Regions from separate parts of the Zea mays genome. Here all the other regions are linked to region 2. A link is a contact called in public Hi-C data. All regions are on one chromosome and are shown on one strand. Each heading gives the region's core, a stretch centred on a gene start, on an enhancer-like site or on the middle of the called end of the contact. The rest is flanking DNA. Distances are from core to core; before and after follow the strand shown.

The links. A called contact is a pair of places that touch in the nucleus more often than the background predicts.
Region 1: a Hi-C map of leaf shows a contact between it and region 2, with 5 times the contacts expected there. The contact joins the promoter of LOC100280810 here to the promoter of LOC100191956 in region 2. A contact is called at or near these places in 6 of 25 Hi-C or Micro-C datasets (ear, endosperm, leaf and 1 more).
Region 3: a contact with region 2 is called in a Hi-C map of ear, with 3 times the contacts expected there. The contact joins the promoter of LOC100281273 here to the promoter of LOC100191956 in region 2. A contact is called at or near these places in 7 of 25 Hi-C or Micro-C datasets (bundle sheath, ear, endosperm and 4 more).
Region 4: a contact with region 2 is called in a Hi-C map of ear, with 2.9 times the contacts expected there. The contact joins the promoter of LOC100272393 here to the promoter of LOC100191956 in region 2. A contact is called at or near these places in 2 of 25 Hi-C or Micro-C datasets (ear and endosperm).

Annotation. Positions count from the first base shown.
Region 1 is chr1:43,964,076-43,966,775 of Zm-B73-REFERENCE-NAM-5.0, reverse strand. It overlaps LOC100280810, which reads left to right and starts at 1,282. Exons shown (of 2, transcript XM_034059576.1): 1 at 1,282-1,890; 2 at 1,998-2,603. The coding sequence starts at 1,570. The coding sequence ends at 2,384.
Region 2 is chr1:43,638,319-43,641,018 of Zm-B73-REFERENCE-NAM-5.0, reverse strand. It overlaps LOC100191956, which reads left to right and starts at 1,270. Exons shown (of 6, transcript NM_001349819.1): 1 at 1,270-1,553; 2 at 1,697-1,895; 3 at 2,009-2,165. The coding sequence starts at 1,341.
Region 3 is chr1:43,983,744-43,986,443 of Zm-B73-REFERENCE-NAM-5.0, reverse strand. LOC100281273 (beta3-glucuronyltransferase) reads right to left here and starts at 1,267. Exons shown (of 3, transcript NM_001154192.2): 1 at 338-1,267. The coding sequence starts at 999.
Region 4 is chr1:44,143,553-44,146,252 of Zm-B73-REFERENCE-NAM-5.0, reverse strand. It overlaps LOC100272393, which reads right to left and starts at 1,435. Exons shown (of 15, transcript NM_001146873.1): 1 at 1,322-1,435; 2 at 1,186-1,255; 3 at 1,064-1,091.

The sequences.
Region 1 (2,700 bases), core at 33-2,532, 330 kb before region 2:
ACACCCGAGTCGTGGTGCTCGTCGTCACGTCGGGATCCTGCACGCAGTACAATTACTTTGCCTTCTAATCCGCACCGGTGGATGGGTAGACTATTAGTGGGATTCTACCTTGGCATCACAGCACCACCCGCCCTCGCTATCTCACAAGGGTCCCGTCGCGCCGTCGCAACGCGACAATGACTGTCGCTTGCTGCCACCGCCTTTCGCCTCGTCGTTGCCATCTACCGTCGTATCGTCGCCTGCCCTCGCTATCCCACGCCTATTGTCGCCAGTGGCAGGCACAGGGGTGTTTCATGGGTATTCATTGAATACCTAAGTTTTTGGTGATCTATACTAATTTGTTAATAGTGTATTACACAAAATAGCGTTAGAACACTAATTTCTTTAATCTTTTGAATTTTTGAATACCCAATCTCAAATGCTTGGCCCGCTTCTGATTGTCGCCTCACCGTCGTCATTTTGCGGTGGAGTCGCTGACTCTCCACACCGACGTGCTAATACGCCCGCTTCGCCCTAACTTCCAGTCCCCGCTAGTCCACCCTTTTGTTTTCTCTAACTCTCCTTTAGGGTGGCCAAAATGAAGTTTCGGTATTCATGCTATTTTAGAACACTACTCATATTATCACTTAATCTCCATGTTATTATTATGGAACTATTTTTATCAAATAGTATAGTATATTGATTTGTCCCCTACGTTATCGGCCTCACCTGAAATTTTGTCTTGCGTCCGCCACTGGACCACCCGACCTGGTTTGGGCAGGTCGAGCCTATCAGACCCGCGGGTTTGGTTTCCTGAATGGGTCTAATACGTTACGGGTTTATATGGGCCGTGCCGGTCTGAACAGACCTAAAAAGCGGTTTAATAAAAAAAATAAACGGGCCGCCGGCCGCCACGCAGCGTCCAACAAAAATAAGGTCTTTGTTTCCGACCAGCATTTCTACGGACATGGCCTTCGGGTCACCTCGGCTGGAAATACGCCATTGTGGAAGAATTACATACATACAAGCGACCAAAACATTTCGAAATCAGCCCTGCGTACGTATGTTGGTTTGTTAATAAACTAGCACACATGTACGATCGAAAAAAAAATACGGATTGTTGGTCGGACTAGTTCCAAGCAGCAGTAGGAGGCATGAGTGACATGCAAGGTAGTGATTAAGTATAGCAGATGCACGTCTAACCATCCCTCCACGAGTTGATCAAGACCTGCCAAACTCGGCCAAGCACAGCACGGACGTACTACTAGTAAACCGTAACTGAATTGATGTGACCTGATCGTCAGCATTGTGTGCGCTCTGCGTCGTCCATCGGTCTGCAATATAATCCACCAAGCAAAGGAAATAATAGCCTCTCTCACTCGTGGAATAGAATACATAGGAGAGGAGAGAATAGAGATGCAGGGGGAAATCTGCTAGACACGTCTCGATCGATCTCCCTATATATACTAGCACCAGATTTTACTTTTGATTTACCACCCCTGCTGATCTCGTACGTACAACTAGCTAGCAGGCTCTACTACTCCATAGCCAACACTAGCTGCAGCAGCACTGCTGCTCCGGCCTCCGGTCATGGACGACTACGGCAACGCGAGCGCGGGCACGGCGGCGCCGCAGCCGCAGCAATATTACTGCCGCTCCGTGTCGCCGCCGTCCAGGGTGTCGTCGTCGTGCTCGCCGCCACCGCCTCCTCCTCCTCCCGCTGTCCTGCAGGTGGTGGGCAACGTGCCGCCGCCGACCGTCGTCCTGAGCCCGTGCGCGGCGTGCAAGATCCTCCGCCGCCGCTGCGCCGACGGCTGCGTGCTGGCTCCCTACTTCCCGCCGACCGAGCCCGCCAAGTTCACCACGGCGCACCGCGTCTTCGGCGCCAGCAACATCATCAAGCTCCTCCAGGTGTGTACGTGTGGGGACACAGGCAGGTCTGGAAGCGTCCCCGCGCGCGCGGCAACAATGCTAGCTGTGCTGACATGCGTATGTATGTATATATATAAACGCTGCAGGATCTGCCGGAGAGCTCGCGCGCGGACGCGGTGAGCAGCATGGTGTACGAGGCGGAGGCGCGGCTGCGGGACCCAGTGTACGGGTGCGCGGGGGCGGTGTGCCGGCTGCAGAAGCAGGCCAACGAGCTCAAGGTGCAGCTGGCGCGCGCGCAGGCCGACCTGCTCAACGCGCAGGCCAAGCACGCCAACCTGCTCGCCCTCTTCTGCGTCGAGATGGCCAATCGCCGCGGCAACCAGCAGCACCCGTCGCCGCTGACGACGATGATGGACGGCGGCGGCGGCGGCGGATTCGGCGCGGCGGCGTACTACCAGCAGACGACGTTGTACGACTCGGACCTGGACTCGGCGACGACGTGGCCGGATCACGAAGCCCAGCTCTGGACCTAGCTCATGCTTCTATCGATCTCGACTACTACAAGTACTTTTTGTTGCATAAACAAATACTAGCTAGTACGTAGCACATGCATGTGCGTTCTGCAACGGCAACGTTTGCATCTTGTCGGATGCTGCTGCAAGAACGCTGTGCAGCCGGCCGTAATTACGAAGTATACCCCCGTCAATATACGATTAGTTGCTCTTGATGAATGAATGCATCTTGTCTTACTCCGTGTTACTGTCACGTAACGAACAGATTGGACTGATGACGACGATGCTGACCAAAAATATCTGTTACGATCATACAGTAGCATATAGTACAAACAAG
Region 2 (2,700 bases), core at 21-2,520:
CCTGACTTTGGCCACGCCATACTGTCACTGTGGCTGACGCCAGATCTCGTCCTGCCAACCAACCAACCAACCAAACGGATGCTCAAGGGACCGTGGGACGAAACGGCGTTGATCCTGTGATCCACACATCCACGGGAATAGACGCTTGTGGCACGGCCCGGGCGCCCGAGGTTTAAAATAAAGAGCCAGCCAGCAGCAGCTCCTCCGTTCTCGGCTGACACCCGTGTCCGGGCGAACGTATATAGAGTGGCTGTTGTCGTCGTCGTCGTCAGTACTACGTATAAACCCGCGTTTATGCAGTTTATGCTGTCACGCATGGTATATACGCGGACGCCTCTGGATCATCGTACCACCGTACCCGTACGTACGTGTAGCTATATACTTCACGTACGGGCACGCACAGCCTTGCTGGGTGTCCCGGCCGGCCAGTAGTCTATCATGTTTTCTTGTCAGCAAACGAGCCTACCCCCATACACGTGGTGCTGCACTTTTGCTATGCGCGTCTCCTTTTTGCAGTGTAGTGTATACCGTGTACATGTACTCCCCCATTCAAATACGCGTCGGCGCTTTACATACTAGTATAATACCCTCCTCCTGGCTCCTGCTGCTGCTGCTACTTGCATGCGAAAGAGAAAGCAGCACACGGGAAAAAGGATTTCTTTTCAGAGCGGCCGCTAGATTAATGCAAGGAAGGGAAGGGAAGGGAAAGGCGTCAGCACGTTGTGTGGTAATGGCAAGCTGCGAGGCCAGCTGTTCGATCTCCCACCCCCGCTCTTACAGCTCGCCCACCACCACCTCGCGGATCCGTTCGCCCATCTGTTCGTGTATCCGCCCCGGCCGGCCCGAATGATCAAATGAGCGATGATTATTTCCTGGCTGGCAGTGTCACGATGTGTGCCAGCCGGTAATTACTGCTACTCCTCACAGCCGCGAGATAAGAGGGTTGTGGTTAATCTATGATGATCTGGGGGGAGAAGACGACATGCTTGCCTTTTCTGTTACAGTTGCAGTACGTCTGGCTGAGCTGCAGCCTGCAGGTGAGGACCGAGGCGAGGAGAGAGATGGACAGGCCAGATGCAGATGGGGGCGCTCTACTCACAGACTCACAGGGCCCAGACGCCAATTGTTGCCAGGCTATAGGACGGACCAGACGGCAGACTAGTAGAGTAGGCTCTCCTGCGTCCGTTATCCCCTACTGCTACCACCGAATTACAAACTCCGCTGGCGCTATATAAAACCCAACAGCCCCATCTTGTGACCCAGTCGCCTCGCCTCTCCTCTCCGTTTGCTTTGCATTCACCCCTTGCCGCACACATCAGGAAGGCGGGCAGGCGACGACAATGACGATGATGGCGCCGCATCCGCAGCCACTGCCGCTGCCACAGCCGCCGGCGCCGTTCGGGGACACCACGCTCACCAAGGTGTTCGTGGGCGGGCTGGCGTGGGAGACCCACAAGGACGCCCTCCGCGAGCACTTCGAGCGCTACGGCGACATCCTCGAGGCCGTCATCATCTCCGACAAGCTCACCGGCCGCTCCAAGGGCTACGGCTTCGTCAGTCCCCCTTTTCCTCTCCCGTTCCCGGCCCCTAGCTCCGCCTGTTTGTTGTTGTTGTTGTTTTTTTTTCTTCATCTGGACGAGCGAGGTCGACCCATATGCGAAACGTCGCCAACCTAGCTTGCTTGCATGCACGGCAGGTGACGTTCAAGGAGGCGGACGCGGCCAAGAAGGCGTGCGAGGACGCCACCCCCGTCATCAACGGCCGCCGCGCCAACTGCAACCTCGCCGCCCTCGGCGCCAAGCCGCGCCCCCCGCCACACATCCTCCGCCCTTCGCCGCCGGCCACCCCGGCGCCGCACGCGCCCGCGCTCCCCTCGCAACACCAGCCCACGCCAGGTACGTACGTACGTAAGTTAGCTACTAGCTAGCTAGGTGCCTCTTATTATTAGCGTGCGTTCCGATCCGGACAAGAGATCACATGCATGTTTCTGGCGCGAATTCACTTGCAGCCATCGCCGTGGGGTCCAGGGGCGTGTCGCCGGTGCCGTGGTACTACCACCCCTCCACGACGCCGCCGCCACCGGCCGCGCACCACTACGCCCACGGCGCGCACCAGCAGTACCACGGCGTGCTCCCGTTCTACCCCGCCGCCGCCGCCACCTACGGGTACGTACACGCACGCCGCTCCCAGCTCCGAATTCCAATCCCCCGCCCGCGACAAGGTACGTTTCGCTAGCCCAATTGAAAAAGAAACCGGCACGGCACGGCGTTCGCGCACCTCGAGCGCCGCCAAACTATCTGCACTGCACGTCGCGCGAGGCTACGAGGATTTCGTGTCCTCTGCTCGTTGGCTTCGGGTTGGCTGGCTCCTTGCGAGCTTGCGGCGGGCGGGGAGGGGGACCAGTCACCAGTCCAGTGGGCGCGCGCACACATGCGTGGCAGAGCGGCTGCTTTGGTTTGGAATTGGAGCAGCCGAGCACGCGAGGCGGGACTGGCGGGAGGCACTGGCGCAGGCACAGCCGCGCACAGGCTGGACCTGGACCGGACCGCGCTGCCTCGTCGTGCTCGCACGTGCCCACGTGCCGGCCTGCACGGCGGCACAAAAAAAAAGAGAGAGGAGGTGGACATTTCAATGCTACGTACTGGACATGGCCATGTGTTAAGACTCGGCACATTAATTACCCTAGTTATAAACAATTAC
Region 3 (2,700 bases), core at 18-2,517, 350 kb before region 2:
CCCCGGGTTCTCAGTTCTCACCGCTGATTAAGGTCACCAGGCGGCGGTGCCGTGCTGTGCGTGAGCTGTTGCTCTCTCTGTACAGCCTGACAAAGTCGCGCGCTGGCAGCTAGCGAGCGATGACAAGTGTGTGCTTTGGGCACGCGCATGGCGTGATGGCGTCGACGTGCCGCGCTTAGCTTAACTAGCTCTTGCTCGCACCAAGAAAGATCGGCGCTTTAATCATTTTCCGTCGTTTTGTTTTAACTATTTATGTAATGAAGATGAGAGTTTTGCTCTGGCAACAATACACGTCGTACGCGCCGTGAAGCAAGCAATGATGATGGCTGGCTGGTACCTGATTCCCCTGAGCTCGTCGAAGAAGCGGAGGTCGAACACGTCGCCGAGGCCCGCGAAGAGGACGACGCCGGCGAGGCGGTGGTGCTCGATGTGTCCGAGCGCCACGTTGCGCTGGTGGTGCCGCTCCCTGCCCGCGGCGGCGTCGGCGGAGGTGAAGTTGTCCTTGTAGGTCAGGTGGCGGTACATGAGCCCCGTGGCGCGCAGCAGCCGCGCCGTGGCCGGCGCGTCCGGGGCGGCCTCCACCACCACCCACAGCAGCGGCGGCGCCACCAGACGCAGCGCGTGCGCCGCCCGCGTCAGCGCGGCGGCGCGCTCGCCGGTCGCCGCGGGCGTCGACTCCGTCGTCGTGACGACCACCAGGAGCGGGCGCGGGGACGCCGGGTCGCGCGGCAGGCCGCCGCCCCCCGCGTCGTGCGCCAGCAGGCTCCGGTTCACGGCCCCGGCGCCGCCCGCCGGCAGCGCCCGGACCACGTGGCTGCTGCCCACCCGGCCCCCCGCCGCCGCCGCCGCGGACGTCCAGTCGGACACGGACGACGGCGCGAAGCCGGTGAAGAAGCCCATCACGAAGCAGAGGGAGGAATGCAGCAGCGCCTTCTTCCACAGCTGCGACCCCTGCTTCTTGCCACGGGCACCGGCGGCGTGATCCGTGGACGACCCCATCACAGAAGCCAGCAAGCACAACGCCGCCTGCCTAGCTCCACCACCAGCTCCCGGAGGCTGGCCTCGTGCCGCTTAATCTGCGTCGCGACGTGTCGAAGCTGGCTATGTAAGCTAGCTTAGCTAGACGACCGCAGCAGCAAGCGGCAGCCAAGCGGTGGTGGGGACTGGGGAGGCAAGCAAAGTTTGGTAGTGGTGGTGGTTTAAAATGGGCGGGAGGTGGCGAGCAGGGGAGCGGAGCTGCGGAGGAGAGCCAGCGAGGGGAGCCGGTGTCGGGTTGGTGTCACGCTTTTTTTCCTTTATATATCCCAGACGCAGCAGCAAATGTAAATCATTAGGTGGCGTGCGAGTTTAGTGACGCACTAATGCTAACACTTCCCGACCAAGCGTACGTCTAATCTTGTTTGCGTGGCAGCATGGTGATTTTTCTTCGTAGCCGTGGCTCGCCGCGTGGTGTGGCCGTGTGGGGGTGCTTCGGCCGCTCGCTGCCACTAGTAGGTGATATAAAACCGGTATTATATTAAGAAAAGATTGAAATATAATTACGACTGAAAAAATTATCGAACCATGGCTCCTCATCACCCGTTACCGTCCGCTCAGCTACGGACATAATCCGAGAACGGAAGGGACACATCGAGTGTATTTTTTTGAAATAAAAAATTTGCTGTTGACCAAGATCTAAAGTTGCTAGATACTCTTTCGTCACTGTTAGGTGATAATGCCCGATAAAAAAAAAGTTAACCGGCTGCCCGTAATTTGCTAGTACTAGTAATGTATCCAGTATCCTAGGTGGGTGCCAACCGCGCGATCGGTCGGTCTCGCGTCACCGACGGTCGGTTTCAACCCAAGTGACACGGCCAAACCGGTGATACCTTCTCAAATTCAAATAGGTAAACCGGTGTTACAGCCAAATTGGCTAGGATCGATTACCGATTAGGGCTTGTTCGTTTGTGCCGGATTGGTGGGTCGGAATGAATCCTAACCGGATTGCTTCTCTAATTTATATAAACTTTGATTAGCTGGAACGATTCTGGGTGCAATCTGATAGAAACGAACAAGGCCTTAATTGGCCAGTTAGCTGGATTTATAGGCCGGTTTGGTAGCCCCCGAGATCAACCCATCAGGTGGTTCATCATCCTCATCTGGTGCTATACATGCGTGCTAGTGACCGCACTACCGCATCGCATGTAACGTAAGCAACAATCTGCAGGTACGGTTGAAATTGAAACTAGGTCGAGTTTTTTGTGTTTGGCTGTTTGCTGAGCGTGAGAGAATGGTGGCGACCTGGGCCTGGCTGGCGGGCGGGGGCGCTGCGCTAGTGGGCATCAGCGGCAGGTGGCGGGCGGTTGGGTGGGGATCCGGGAGTAGAATCCAGAAGCACTAGCGTCGGAGCCGAATTTTTTATATTTTAGTCCTTCCTCAAAAAAATACACGTTTGGACCTTAAAAAAATTTAATGTCATTTTTGGACCCTCTGCTCGGCGCCATCGCCAATGGCGCCGAGGTAACACAGCTCGGCGCCATAGGCTATGGCGCCGAGGTGCGTGTTGCGCTGGCACAAACGGATGTCGTGGCATCGACGTGGCACCGAGCTCGGCGCCATAGATCTTGGCGCCGAGCTCTGTTATGTACACAAAACTTGTCTAGCTCAGTTGATAGAGCATAAGGCTTTTAACCTTGTGGTCGTGGGTTCAAGCCCCACGAT
Region 4 (2,700 bases), core at 186-2,685, 510 kb before region 2:
AAACAAACGAAACCATCATTTGCACATCCAAGAAAATTTGCCAGAAAAATCATAAACTCTCATTTTTCCAAAGTACACATGACATTTTTGGGGGGTTTCAGATATATGCCATTATGAATTATGAAATTGAGTATTCTAAAGATGGCATTATAATTCGTGATACCCGCCGGTTGCCATTATTTGATCAATAAATTTGGCCTCTGCCATTATCTACACTCGTGCATGTATTGTCCATTAGTGTTGCCCCTTTTACCCATCTTCCTTGCTGCTCTTCTCCCTCCCCGTTGTTCCTCCCTAGTTCCAAACCCTCTCCGCCTTAAAACACCGTCGTGTCGTGCTGGCGGTCGGGCTGGTGCGCTGGCTGCTGGCGGCTGTGGGGAGGCAGGCCCCTGGCGGAGGGGTCGTCAACGTCAACCCAGCGGATGAGCTGCGCGTGGAGCTGGGTGCCATGGCGGTTCAAGTGCATGGAGGCGGTGCAAAGGGGGAGCATGCACGGGTAGAGCATGAGCACCCCGTGGCAGTCCCCGGTGCGGAGGAGGGCGTAGATCATGGCGGTGTAGGACACAGCGTCTGGGTGCGGCATTTCGCCAAACACCTTGGTGGCATTGTTCCGGTCCTCGCAAGCCGCAAGCCACAAACGGTGTAGAAGATGAGGAGGGAGCAAACAAGGATGGGGTTGGAGGTGGTCAGGCCACAACGACAAGCCTGGGCATGTATCTGGTATGCGAGGCGGCGGTCGCGGCACTGGAGCAGGGCGTGTCCAGCGACAACGGTGGTCGTGACGGCGGCGTGGCAAGTCAATAAGGGCATTTTTTCTTCTCAGGCGAGTCCTGTACGTGCAAACATAGATAATGGCGTGGACCGAATTTTCTGATCGGATAATTGCAACCACCAGGTATCACAAATTATAATGGCATCTTTAGGATACTTGATTTTCATATTGACATATATCTGAAAACCCTTTTTAGAACCCCTTGTAAAAGCAGACGAAACACCATGCTCAGGTACGGATAGCACCAAATAGAAGACAGTAAATCTTCACTAAAATTCTATTTTTCCCTACCTGCCCATTACGAATCCTCTTGATCCACCTGCGGAGCACACCACCATCATCATTAAATCCACAAGAAAAACCATCAACTGAGCACGGAGATCAGGAATTAAGCGTAGCATATAGGCACTTGCCCTGGCAATGGCGCCGAGCTCTTGTGGTTAGTAGAGTAGAACTCAATCAAGGTGGTAGCGGCGTCCGCATCTGCTTGCAAGTAATCAGAACAAGTACAAAACAGCAAACCAGAGGAAAGGAGATAAGGAGGCAAACCAGCGCAACGGAACGTGTCGGTGTAGGTGAGGCCTTGATTGAGCTCCGGCCACGGCGTTCCGAAGGAGTATAGAGCCCCTGGCGGCGGAGCCCCGTCGCCCATCTGTGTTTCTGCCGCGGCCGCGGCCATCGCGCCGGGGAAGGTATTTAAGAATATACGTTTGTAGGTTAGGCTATCCGCACTCATTCTACTCTAAATTTTTACTCTAAAAGGAATATTCTATCCTAGTCATCAATATTTTAAAATACAGTAGCCAAACTTCCGCATCCACAACTACTCTATATCTCAACCCTATACAAACTACCATATTTTTTTATAAAAAATACTCACTGTGGGCCCCACCACCCATCTCCTTTGCGTCTGCAGCAAACCCACTGTGGGCCTCACCACCTATGCTCTACACAGCGTCACAGTGAATAGAGTTGCGGACAGCAAACGCCAGGAATAGAGTTGTGGGCAGCAAACGCTAAAATAGAGTACGCCATCCAGTCAATCGCTGCAGCCATCCACTTCACTGTAAATTTTTAGAGTTGGCTTCACAGTCCGCGACTGCGGGCAGCCTTAGTCCTTCAGCTTATCCGTGTCTGGAAAAAGCGTTGTATTTATCAGTGTCACCGTATTTTTAAGCAGGTTTTAAACGTTTAGATATAGATTAGGTGGGTGTGAATGTGAAGCCAACAACCAAAGTTCAAACACTGACTTATACATAATTTCACTCTAGTTTCCTTCGTTAGAGCTTTTCTATGATAAAATTGTAAGAGGATGGAGACCACAACGATCCAGCAAGGCTTCTGCGATAGGCTATAAAGTACAGAGAAGTTAAACGTCCAAAAACCAAGGTGTTTGAAATTTTTAGTTATTCTATTTTTCATGATGTGCCTTACCTTCCTCTAACATGTTTTAATTTGTAAATTTGGTATAACTACTAATTGAAAAATATATGTATGTAAAAAATACTAAATATATTTGTGAAGCTAAATATGATGTTACTTAAGAAAACATGTTGTTAACAGAATAAAATGAATATTGAAATGGAAACATATGTAAATTAGAATCATCCGACAAAATTAAGAGATATCTATGCTTTGAGAACCTTCTTTAGATCACGACGCAGAAGTAGCTTTACAAGACTCAGTGAAGGTTGCCGCAATTCCACAAATACATGTTATGCATCCTCATAGCCGCCGTCACCGCCATAAACACGGACAACTCAATTTCATGCTCCATCAATTTAGAAACGAGCAAGTAAGCAGCTGATCACTCACCCCCATACACACCTATCTGACTTCCAAGCTCCATTCGCATCAGTACCGCGAGCACTCCACCTGCATCTACCAATCGAGACCTCTCTGGCGTAAGCAGATTGATTGATCGTTTG